2 separate regions of the Mus musculus genome follow, and region 2 is linked to region 1. Evidence: chromatin contacts called from public HiChIP or PLAC-seq data. All regions are on one chromosome and are shown on one strand. The core of a region is the stretch at or near the end of the contact, and the rest is flanking DNA. Distances in the headings are between cores, read along the strand shown.

Region 1 (5,322 bases), core at 1,524-4,023:
GGCCAGTTTTTGAAGGGGATCAAGAATGGAGGACTGTCCACTGGGACCTGAGCAAAGGGCAGGGTTATGGTCCCCCCTCCTCCCCTACAAGAGGCTAGTGAGTGAGCTGACCGATGCTTCAGAGGTGTGAAAAATCAGCTTCCCTGTCTCCAGAAAATAGGAGAGACTGTCTTCTTTTTAACCTTTGTAATTCCCCCCTCTATTCTCTGTGACATTCATTCAGCTGCCAAGAGCGTTTGGCAAGGTTTGGGCCAGCGAGCACACTTCCAGTGACCGCTAACCTTGGTATGTCCTGACACTTATGATGAGTGTCTGCAGGACACAGAAGGCAGGCAGCCTGCTATGTCAGGCTTTCATTATGGACTGCAGAGACTGGGGACGGCCAGTTTAATAAAACAAATCACCCTTGAAGGTAAAGCAACTGGGAAGAGGAGGAGGAAGACAGGAGGGGGATGTCTTTGCCACTCAATCCTATGAGAGAGAGAGAGAGAGAGAGAGAGAGAGAGAGAGAGAGAGAGAGAGCACAAAACACCCCCCCCCAGCCAGCCAGTCCACTGCATGTGTGTGCTGCCCAGCTGTGTACTGCGCAGATGTAAACTCTTTTCTTCCATCCTTCAGGAACCCACAAGCCCCCGCTCACTCTGATCAATCAGTAAACGAGAGCAGACAATCAGGATGGAGTTGGTAGATGCTTGTTGGTCATCTCCCCTCAGAGTAGCCAGTGTATTCAAGTACCTCATCATGAGTCTGTCTTCTAAATGTCAAGGCAAGACTATTTGGGGTGAGGCTCCTAGGCTGGGATGCCTTTTTATCAGAGCAAAGTTTCCACTGTCCCCTCCTGAAGAACTCTGGCCAGCCAGCTCCCACAATAGCCTCCTAGGTCTGCCAAAGACTTTGGAAGCCTTTTGTTTTTCCCCTGTGGCATGTCCAAAGGCCTGGCCTCCCCCCTCCCCCGCCCCCGGCCGCCTGCATTGTCTTGCATTCCAGTGACTTGATTGACTGTTGCACCTGATGCTGAGGAGACTCAAGGGTTCACTGTAGAGATTGTTGGGTTCTATTAAAAGAAACCCAGATAAGGGATTACTTGTCACTAAGGGCTTCTCTGCAGATGTTTATTAGTGATTGGAAAGCCATTAGGTGTGAGGAGGTGCCTAAAATATGGGCAATGTCATGATCCTAATCCTGAACCCCGATGCGCCCCCCCAAACATCAGGAAGATGCTGCCTTCCTCAGGTAAATGAAGGTGGAGAGGGGTTCTGAAGAGAGAGCTGAGGCTCTGTTTTCATGAGTGAGATCTCTACCTGTGGGTGGAACACCTCAGCATTCTCTCAGAATAGCCATTGTTACCCCACACTGACCTCTGGAGCCACCATCAAAACAGGAGCTGCTCCAGTATCGGAGGAGCTCCAAGAAGCCTTTTACCCGACACGGTCCTCTGAGTGTGCACTGCCCAGAGCAAGCAGAAAGTTAGCAAGCTGCTTCATCTTGCACAAAGAGGACCCTATTCCCAATAACCAAACCAGCAGCCAGTAACTCTCTTAACCCATTTTATTTACATTGACATTACTGGCTCCCCACACATGGTTTTCCTCAGTTATAGAGACACAGCTGGTCGGGAACTGGTTGCCTGGTCAACCGGCCTTTTATAGAAAGGACTGGATCCTCGCTGCACCCAGGAAGGAAGAAGCAGGAGGATCACACATTCAAGGAAATCTTCTCTGACTACATGCTGAGTTCAAGGCCAGCCAGAGCTACATGAGACCCTGGGTCAGAAAGCAAGGAAGGAAGGAAGGGAGGAAGGGAGAGAGAGGGAGAGGGAGGGAGGGAGGGAGGGAGGAAGAGAGAGAGGGAGGGAGGGAGGGAGAGAGGGAGGGAGGGAGGGAGAGAGGGAGGGAGGGAGGGAGGGAGAGAGAGAGAGAGAGAGAGAGAGAGAGAGAGAGAGAGAGAGAGAGAGAGAGAGAGAGAGAGAATGTAAACTAAATCTAAATAAGTAGTGGAAAAGCATGCAGAGCCCAGCATGTTTTGTCAGAAAGATGTCTTAGTTCACTGGTATCTTTATTTTATGATTTCTCATAGATTTTTTTCATCCATAAAATGTTTTCTAAGATTTGTGTTACTTAAAACTATATCTTTTCATTAATTTGCTTCTTTGAGGCTTTTTGTTTTTTGATTTGTTTTGTTGTAGTGGTACTGAGGATTAAACCTCATGCAGGCCAGGCAAATACCGCACCACTGAGCTGTACCCAGCTCTGGGTTTCTTTCCTCAAAGCCTTGCGGGAGCATACCAGTAGACTACAGAGCACTATGGGATGGAGCAGGGGGGGGGGGGGTCATCTCCTCGTGAAGGACAACAGTGTTTGTGGAATAATAAAAGCTCTCCTAAGGAACATGTAGGTGACACAGAATAAAGACCTGGGCTTCTCAGCTAGGACACCTCATGATGGGGACAACACACTGAAACCACTTACAAGAAGGTGAAAAGTCAGACAGTACAAAAGCTGTCACAGGGCAGCGATGGTGACCTCAAGAAGTGAATGTTAAAACAGGACAAGACACATCAGCTAAGGCTCATGGCCTCTGAGAACTGGAGTAGAGACTTGGCACAACTCCTCTGTCTTCAGTGAAATCCTAAATTACCCGACCCCCTCAAAAGCTCATGCTGTTGTAGAGTTATCTAGACAAATTCTGCTTCTGACAGCTTCCACAAGGCCCTCCTCCCTGGCCCTGACTTCTTGGGGATAGGCTAGGCCCAGGTGGAGTTGGGTGTGTCCTTGGAGTGGGTGGGACATCTCCCTGGCCCTGGCTGCCTGTGGATAGGCTAGGCCCAGGTGGGGTTGGGCGTGTCCTTGGAGTGGGTGGGGCATCTGACTTACCCGCCCTTTGTAGCACTCACACCTGTGTGTTTCCGAGCTCTCTGTCTCCCGTAGCTCTAGGTTTGTTGTTGAAGGAAGACAGGTCCCCATGGAGGTTCTGTTGGCAGCAGCCAGCGAGAGAGCACACAGTTTGTACCGCTGATCTTTGTACGTGTTAGCATTTGGCTGCAGACCTACAGCCAGCCACATGGCCTCTCTCAGCAAGGCCCGTTTGGTATGACTTGTCATTGGGTGGGGACAGGATGCTCCCTCCAGGAAATCCGCATGTCTGCAGGTGCTTCCATGGAATCTCTGTGGCTTCTCAGTAGACTGGTGTTTGTCCAGTAAGGGTGAAGGGGCCCTTGCTACACTTCCTGTCAGCTCTGAGCTCTGTCTGGACAGGCCAACATAAACGCTTCGGGGAGCGATTGCTCAATAACCTCCTCTTTACTTCTGAGACGCAGGGTCTCAGTATAGCTCTGACTAGCCTGGAACTCAGATCCAAGTGCTCAGATTGAAGATGTGGGCCATTGTGCCTGTTCTAGACTTGGTGTTGGGCCCTTTTCTTCCCTTTCCCTTTTTTCCTCCTTTCCCTTTTTATTTATTTATTGATTTATTTTTCTGGAAAGTTACTAGATTTCCCTAAAGAGCAATTGACTAGCTACTGGAAGAAATGAGAACTTCAGGGACATCCCGTGATTGTTTTAGTTTTCTATGTTGCCTATCACTCATTCATGTGTATGTATCTATGTATATGTATATCCATGTACATGCCCACTATACCTGCTGAGAAAAGGCAGAGAGGGAGACACTGCACTTGTTCGTGGACAATTATCTCCCAGTAACTGGCATTTCTGAGCTGCAGTGAAGGTCTTTCATGTTATATCTGTGAGGATAGAAGTGTCTACACATACACTGCCATGCATTCATGTCCTCCTACATCGGAACTTGATGTAAAAATAAAACCTCACTAATGTGTACTGGGAAAATTATTAATGTGCAGTTATTTTATGAATCCATCACGCTGATATGAGCACTGAGAGGCCATGCTTTACTGTAAGTTGCTTCTGAAGAGTGCCAAGTATTCTTCTCACAGTCAAAAGGTCACACTATTTAATCAGGAGAAGACAAAAGAAGACAGACAGAAAGACAGACAGACAGGTCTCATACATTAATTGCTATGGGAGCAAGGACTTGACAAATAGAAATTCCGAAAGGCTTATTTGGAGAATGACAATCTTGGAGTAAAATGGCCCTGAATGAGTCCTTCTGATCTCTCAGTGCCTCTGTTTTTTTTTTTCCCCCAAGGTATCATTGAGACAGTAACACCTTACACAGAGGTTGGAAAAATGAAATGACATTCACTATGTAATGTAACATGGTATCCGACACAGTAAACACTCAGTAAGTGTTAGCTTTTGTAACAATGATCAATTACACAAACTGCCATCTAAGAAACTATTCTAATGCCAAAGCAAAAGGTAGCAATTCAGGGTTCAGCGTAAGTTTCATAGCTCAGGATTTTGTACTGTTATCTTACCCCTTTATAGTACTGGCTATTTTAATAAACAATTGCGCGTCCAGGCAACAGTTCTACAGCACAAACAGGAAACCGATTTTAACGTTTCTTCATTGACGTTAGGGATTTAGTTCATGTAGAAGCCCAACATGTATTATATTCTGAAAATACATTATTTTTTCATAATGGGAGTCCAAAGGAGAAAGAAATCAAATTCTGAAAAGGGAGATGGCAAGTTTCTTCTCGAACGGACCTGCTTAACCACGTGAGGACGTGGGTCTCTCTTCTACTGCAGCGTTCCACAGTGAAACGCTGGTGTTGGCGGGTCCCATGTATCCTCTGCGCATGTCTCCTCTGAAACCCACGGAGCAGCCGCCGTCTATCACAATGCTGCTATATTTAACAACTCCACACAAGAGAATAGAGGCCGGCCATTTTTAGAAAATGCAGGTGCCGTCTAAAGCCCCCTTCTGAGAGTGTGGACTTAGCTCAGTTTCCTTTGAAGAACTACAGACTTGAAACTGAAAACTTTATTAATACCATTGTCTCCTTGTATCAGCAGGTTCCAGAGAGATTCCTGGAAGTTGCGCAGATCACGTTACGGGAGTTTTTCAATGCCATCATCGCGGGCAAAGATGTTGATCCTTCCTGGAAGAAGGCCATTTACAAGGTCATCTGCAAGCTGGATAGTGAAGTTCCTGAGATTTTCAAATCCCCTAACTGCCTACAAGAACTCCTTCACGAGTAGAGATTGCAACGCTCTTTTGAATGTATGGATAGAAGAATTCCCCCTTGGATGTCCAACTTCTCTGTGTCTAGATTTTGGTTTTATATATTTGTGTGGGGGAGGCATGGATATGTTGTGATGTCAGCTGTTGGTTCCTGCTCATCTCTGGGTTCCTTTTCTTTTCCTTCATCACAAGGGGATGGGATGGGCGTTTTCCTTTAGTT
Region 2 (5,322 bases), core at 1,338-3,837, 650 kb before region 1:
GGGCCTAGCTTGAGAAGTTCACTGAGTGGAAGAAAGAAGTCCCTGGGGATGCAGCGTCACATCCGAGACAGACTCCGGAGCCTTGGGCAGTGGGAGTGGCTAGTCTGAAACAGACCAGATCTGTGAAGAACAGTGGACAGGGCCAGAGGGGTCTGAGAGGCAATATTTTCCTTTCAAATGTGCCGATGTACCTGAAGCAAGACTCCAGAAGAAAACAGAGCAGGGAAAAGTCTCAGAAGTACTTGAAGCGATAGCAACTGAAAATGTTCCTGGCTTCCTGAGCAACATGGAAGAAACTTAGCAGACTGCACAGAGAAGAACGAGAGTCACAGGCAGACACACTGATGCAGATCGATGGAAGGCAGAAAGAGAGGGAAAATGTGGAGCCAGGAAGAGAGAAACTGAAAACTGTTCCCAGGGGCTGGGGTGGGGGTGGGGCGCAGTAATGCTTGTTTCTTCATCAGCCCAACAAAGAATGGAGGGCACTGTAAGCGCATGCGTGCTGTGGAAGGGAATAGCACTCAGCCAGGATTCAGAAAAAGTGTTTTTCATAAAAGGTGAAATAAAGACACTACCAGAAAAAGAATGACTCAGTAACTGGCAGCCAGGGATGCACATGTAGGAGCTAGGGACTCTCTCAGGGTGGAGGGAGTGGTGGACTTAGGTCTGAGCATGCAGTGAACAGAGTACAGTGAGAGACAAGTTAAAAAAAAACCCAACTCTAAATGTATTTCTCCTATTCATCTTCCCCACCTCTTATAAAAGATACAGAATGTGTAGTAATAATTATGAGACAGCATTGTTATCACATACACAGATGCACACACTCATATATGTATATATCTTTGTGTAAGTCCATTCTTCATCCACAAATTCAAACAACAAACCAAATATGTATATATTCTAAAATCTATGCTATCTGGACTTGGCAGTTCACACAGCACAGCTCAGCATGTGGAATATCAAGATAGGAGGATTACCATGAATTCAGGGCCAGCCTGGGCTACATATTGAGTCATTTCAGGCCAATCTGAGTCATAGTATGAGACAATGCTTCAAAAAAGGAAAGCTATGTGCATGATTTTCTTGTCACCTCTCTCAGTACAGTGCCATGCAGGGCCTGTGTGCGTATCGGTTACATTGTGTTGTGAGTTAAAGTTCTCCGAGATGATTCGAGTGTATAGGAGGACATGCCGATACATTTCTGCAAACACTGTCAGGGACTTGAGCCCCATGGGTCTTGATATTCATGCAGGCTCTACAACCAGGACCCCATAGATACCAAAGGGTAACTCTGCCTAGCATTAGTAGAGGGACAGAGTTGGACCACGGTGGAAGAAAACTCTTGCCAGTTACTGCGTTAGTACTATTCTGAAGTAGATTGCGATAAACTAAGTTGTGTGGTTTCTACAGCAACAAAGAAAACAAAGAACCCTGGGAACATTCTAAGTGATTATCTGCACACCCCATACCAAAGGTCGTTAAAGGGCCTGGGAAAAGTACATGGGACAGCTTTGAGTTTAGACACGAGTGGGTTAAAGAAAAAGGTCAAGGAAAGATAAGCCGCGCACACAGTCAGTCCCTAAGGGCGGGAGCAATGTAAGAATCAGCATGGTGGGCACTGGGGCAGGAACCCGCCAGGCAGTGATGGCTCCTCAGAAGGATAAGAGGCCAACACAGGAAAGGGTAATGAGTTATAGCCCCAAAGTACATAAAATGGCTGAACTCAAAGGAAGAACAACTCAACAAAGCAAATGGAGTCCTCCATACTTTGGTAGTTAGTCATAGAAAGCAGACAGCGACGGAGGACACAGGAAATGGCACAGGTGGAAGGCTCTACAATAACGTGGCGTGTGCACGGTCACCTAGGTACTGAAGCCTCCTCCTAGGTTACCAACCGTGAGCTGTGTTCAGATAAACCTGAAGGTCACCCTTGCCTTCACAAGCAAGTTCTAGGCCAGCCTAGGCTGCAGGAGATCCTGCCGCAATAAACAATGCAAGACAAAAAGCTCATCCCAGCCCTGGAACAGTGGGTGAAGTCCACAGGTATTGGGAGTTAAACAGCATTCTCACTCCGGTGTAACTTGGGGTGAAAGAAGAAATCATAAGAAAAGCTGTAACACAGCAGTAACAGAACCTAAGTGGAAGCAGCACCCAGGCTTGTGGGGTAAGATGCATCAGTTAGCACAGCGTAAGCTTGCACCCTGAGACACTGAAAACAACTGGGCATGGAGGCGCACACCATGATCCCAGTAGTCGGCAAGCCGAGGCAGAGGATTGCCCGGAGTTCAAGGCCAGTCAGAGCTCTAGAATAAGTCCCTACTTAAAAACCAGTATCTACAGAAAGGAACTATCCAAATAAAGTAAACCCAAAGCCAACTGAAGAAGCAGAAACCGCAGAGAGAAAAACAGAAGAACACAGAAGGGGTCAGAGGAGCAGAAACTCCGACTACAGTGTTCAGAAGAGGCAGAGATGCCTCGGCCATCCACAGTTCTGAGGCAGATAACCTGGTGCTGCGATCATCAAGGCAGCAGTGCGCCTTCTACAAGTGCTTGGAAATCAGGAAGCAGTCACCCACCAAACCATGCTGAACCAGGCTCTTGCTTCATACCATATGCAAGAATTAACTGAAAATAGCTCACAGACCTTAGGAGAGAGCCAACACTGTAAAACCCGTAAAGGAAAACATGAGAAAACACCCATGGCCTTGGGCTACGCAGAGCCAATTAGATCTGACACCAAAAGCATGATCCTTAAAAGGAACATTGATAAAGTAGACTTCATTAAAATTAAAAAACGTGAGCGCTTCAAAGATGGGAAGAAAGTGAGAACAAGCCACAGGCTGGGAGACACTGTTTGCAAACTGCTTATCTCTAGTAGTGTTCAGAAGGAATAAACGCTGGTCACCCAGCAAGACAGACAACTTAGTTTGGAAATATGTGGATGGTGAGCTATTTGAGCAGAGACTATGTGAGTGGCTGCCAGGGCATACAACCAGGCTCAGTGTCATCAGTCACTAGGGAGTGTGATTAAAACCACCACAGGATGCCACAAACCCTCTAGAGCTGCTTTTCGTAAAGACCAGATGTTGCTGAGGTAGAAAACCCAGAGCCCCGGCTCACTGCTGGTGGAAGTGTAGACAGGTATAGCCACTTAGGGAAAGTTTGGCATTTTCTTAGTTAGTTAAATACAAACCTGCTCTGGGACCCAGCAGCCCAACATTTCTGATCCTAGGATTGAACTCAACTGAAGACATATGTCTTCCTGAGGAACATACATGACTCCTAACAGCATATCATTCATTATTGACCAGAACTGGAAACTTGAAGGCCTGTTAGTGAGTGAATACATTAATAGCACACAATAGAGTCATTATGGGATATTGATCAGAATGAAGGCCAGGGCCTATCTCCAGATGTTTGACTCCCACAGGCACTGTGCTCAGTGCAAAGGCTTACTTAATACTGTACCCAAAAGAACTCCCTGAAAAGGACAGGTTTATAGTCAGTGGCTGCCTTGGGCCAAGGTAGTGGGGGTGACACAAATGTCACGGAGCAGACTACCCGGCAATTCAGAGAGGTCTAGAGCTGGACTGGATCTGACATAAGTCTAAATTGGTCACAGACTGTTCACTTGTAACTTGCAGTAGCTATTTATATAGTATATAAATTGACACACAATTTGAGGCTGTGGGAATGTCTCAGGCACACTCTCCAGCATGACCAGAGCTTTGGGATAGTTATACACAATTGCCTCTGGTTTTGCTTATACCAGTATTTGCTTATTTTATATATAATTCCTAATTTAGAGACAGTGTTATTCACTGCATCAAATTACCTCATCAAACACACCAGCCATTGCAGAGAAAGTGGTCTGGGGACATAGATTTGCTTGCTCAGATTTGAGCAGTACAGGCCTAATGTGAACTGAAAGATTTTTGTGGGACTCCCAGACTTCTGAGTCATGAAGAAAGTAGCTGTCTCTCTTGATCCCATTACCCTGTTTGAGGATGAGGGAAACTTAATGAATTATCCATGGCTATGCTTACAGACCTGAAAGAGCTTGGCACTCAGTTGGGATGCTCCACCAGCCCACAGCCAGACAGCTGGGGCACTGTGGGCAGCCCCTTGATGGCGGGGTTCCCTTCTGCAAGCCTCGCCTTCCCTCATTGCCACTGTGACTGTCACTCATAGACTCTTGTGTTTCAGCTCCTGCAGTTCAACCCTATGGAGCGCCTGGGTGCTGGAGTGGCTGGTGTTGAAGATATCAAATCTCACCCGTTTTTCACCCCTGTGGATTGGGCAGAGTTGACAAGATGAACACCACAAGGATTGTCCTTACCAGACAGGTCCCTGGTGACAGAGTTCAGGAGTGGCTGGGCTTCAGGCACCTTGCAGCTAGTGTGCCAGAGTCTTGGGACAAGGACCTTAGAGGAAGTGATGGGGCAGGAGATTAACAGATTGTCTTACACTTGCTGTCTGGAAAGAGAAGAGCTAGCCGCCCCAGCAGCTGCTATGTGCACACCTTCCCCAAGGTGAGACGTAACTTGCTCAGTGTACCGCCTTGCCAGGAGGCTGGAAGTACAGAAGGAAGACTGATGGGAGTCAAGGACCCTTTGGTGGCAGCTGATGGTGCTTCTGCTAAACAAGACTGGTTTACACGATATAGTCAATACTGCTGAGTGACACTAAATGCGCTCTGTGAACAGTGTCACCAGTAGACTGGCAAAACAAAATGGAGTGCCCAGTGCTGAGCAGGCTGGCTACCTCTGAGGAAAAACACTCTTGCCAGCTTTGAACTTTCTGGTCGATGCTACTAACTCTGAGGGGCTCCTGGGAGCACACATGTCCGTCCCCCAGTTCCCCTCTCCCCTGCGCTATTTCCTGCATCCTCTGCTGCGTCTTTTGGATTCTGCTTTTCCTACTTCTGTTAACACACATGCAGTGAGAAAGGGAGGGGTATTTATTTCCCCCAAACTGCCAGCTTAACAAGACTAAGAAATCATGGTGTCAAATAAATGTGGTTAAACCTTGTCTGCCTTCCTCATTTAATAGCTTGAGATTTAAAGGTTCGTTTTGAAGGGTCTTTTTCTGTCCTTTCTCTTGTGAAACATGAACAGTTTCTCCTGCAGCGTCTTAGTGTGTTCGTTTTCTTTTGGGCTGGTACCCCAGGAGCCGTGGTCTATCATCTACGCAGAGCAGTGTCCTGCCTCCTGTCTAATGATTCACAGAGCTGAGCTCTTCTGGGGAAAAACCAGGCATTCACCTGTGTCCAGCGTTTGCTGGTGCCACTCCTTTGTCTTGCTGAGATAGGGCGGCTGC

Evidence for each region. HiChIP or PLAC-seq counts read pairs in DNA pulled down with a chosen protein or histone mark.
Region 2: an H3K27ac HiChIP or PLAC-seq map of acute myeloid leukemia shows a contact between it and region 1, with 4 times the contacts expected there. The contact joins two enhancer-like sites. A contact is called at or near these places in 7 of 115 datasets of contacts at active chromatin or transcription factors (VIP interneurons, acute myeloid leukemia, differentiating embryonic stem cells and 4 more).

The regions. Positions count from the first base shown.
Region 1 is chr1:190,123,017-190,128,338 of GRCm38.p6, reverse strand. Prox1 (prospero homeobox 1) reads left to right here. Exons shown (of 5, transcript NM_008937.3): 5 at 4,934-5,322. The coding sequence ends at 5,119. Among named protein-coding and RNA genes, the nearest start is that of Prox1os, 45 kb to the left of the region's middle. Within about 2 kb of position 2,773, at least 14 of the 459 cell types and tissues checked have an H3K27ac peak or open chromatin away from gene starts, as enhancers often do. A contact at or near this core is called in acute myeloid leukemia, where this site is marked.
Region 2 is chr1:190,772,591-190,777,912 of GRCm38.p6, reverse strand. Rps6kc1 (ribosomal protein S6 kinase polypeptide 1) reads left to right here. Exons shown (of 15, transcript NM_178775.4): 15 at 4,210-5,034. The coding sequence ends at 4,320. Among named protein-coding and RNA genes, the nearest start is that of Gm39738, 14 kb to the right of the region's middle. Within about 2 kb of position 2,587, at least 4 of the 459 cell types and tissues checked have an H3K27ac peak or open chromatin away from gene starts, as enhancers often do. A contact at or near this core is called in acute myeloid leukemia, where this site is marked.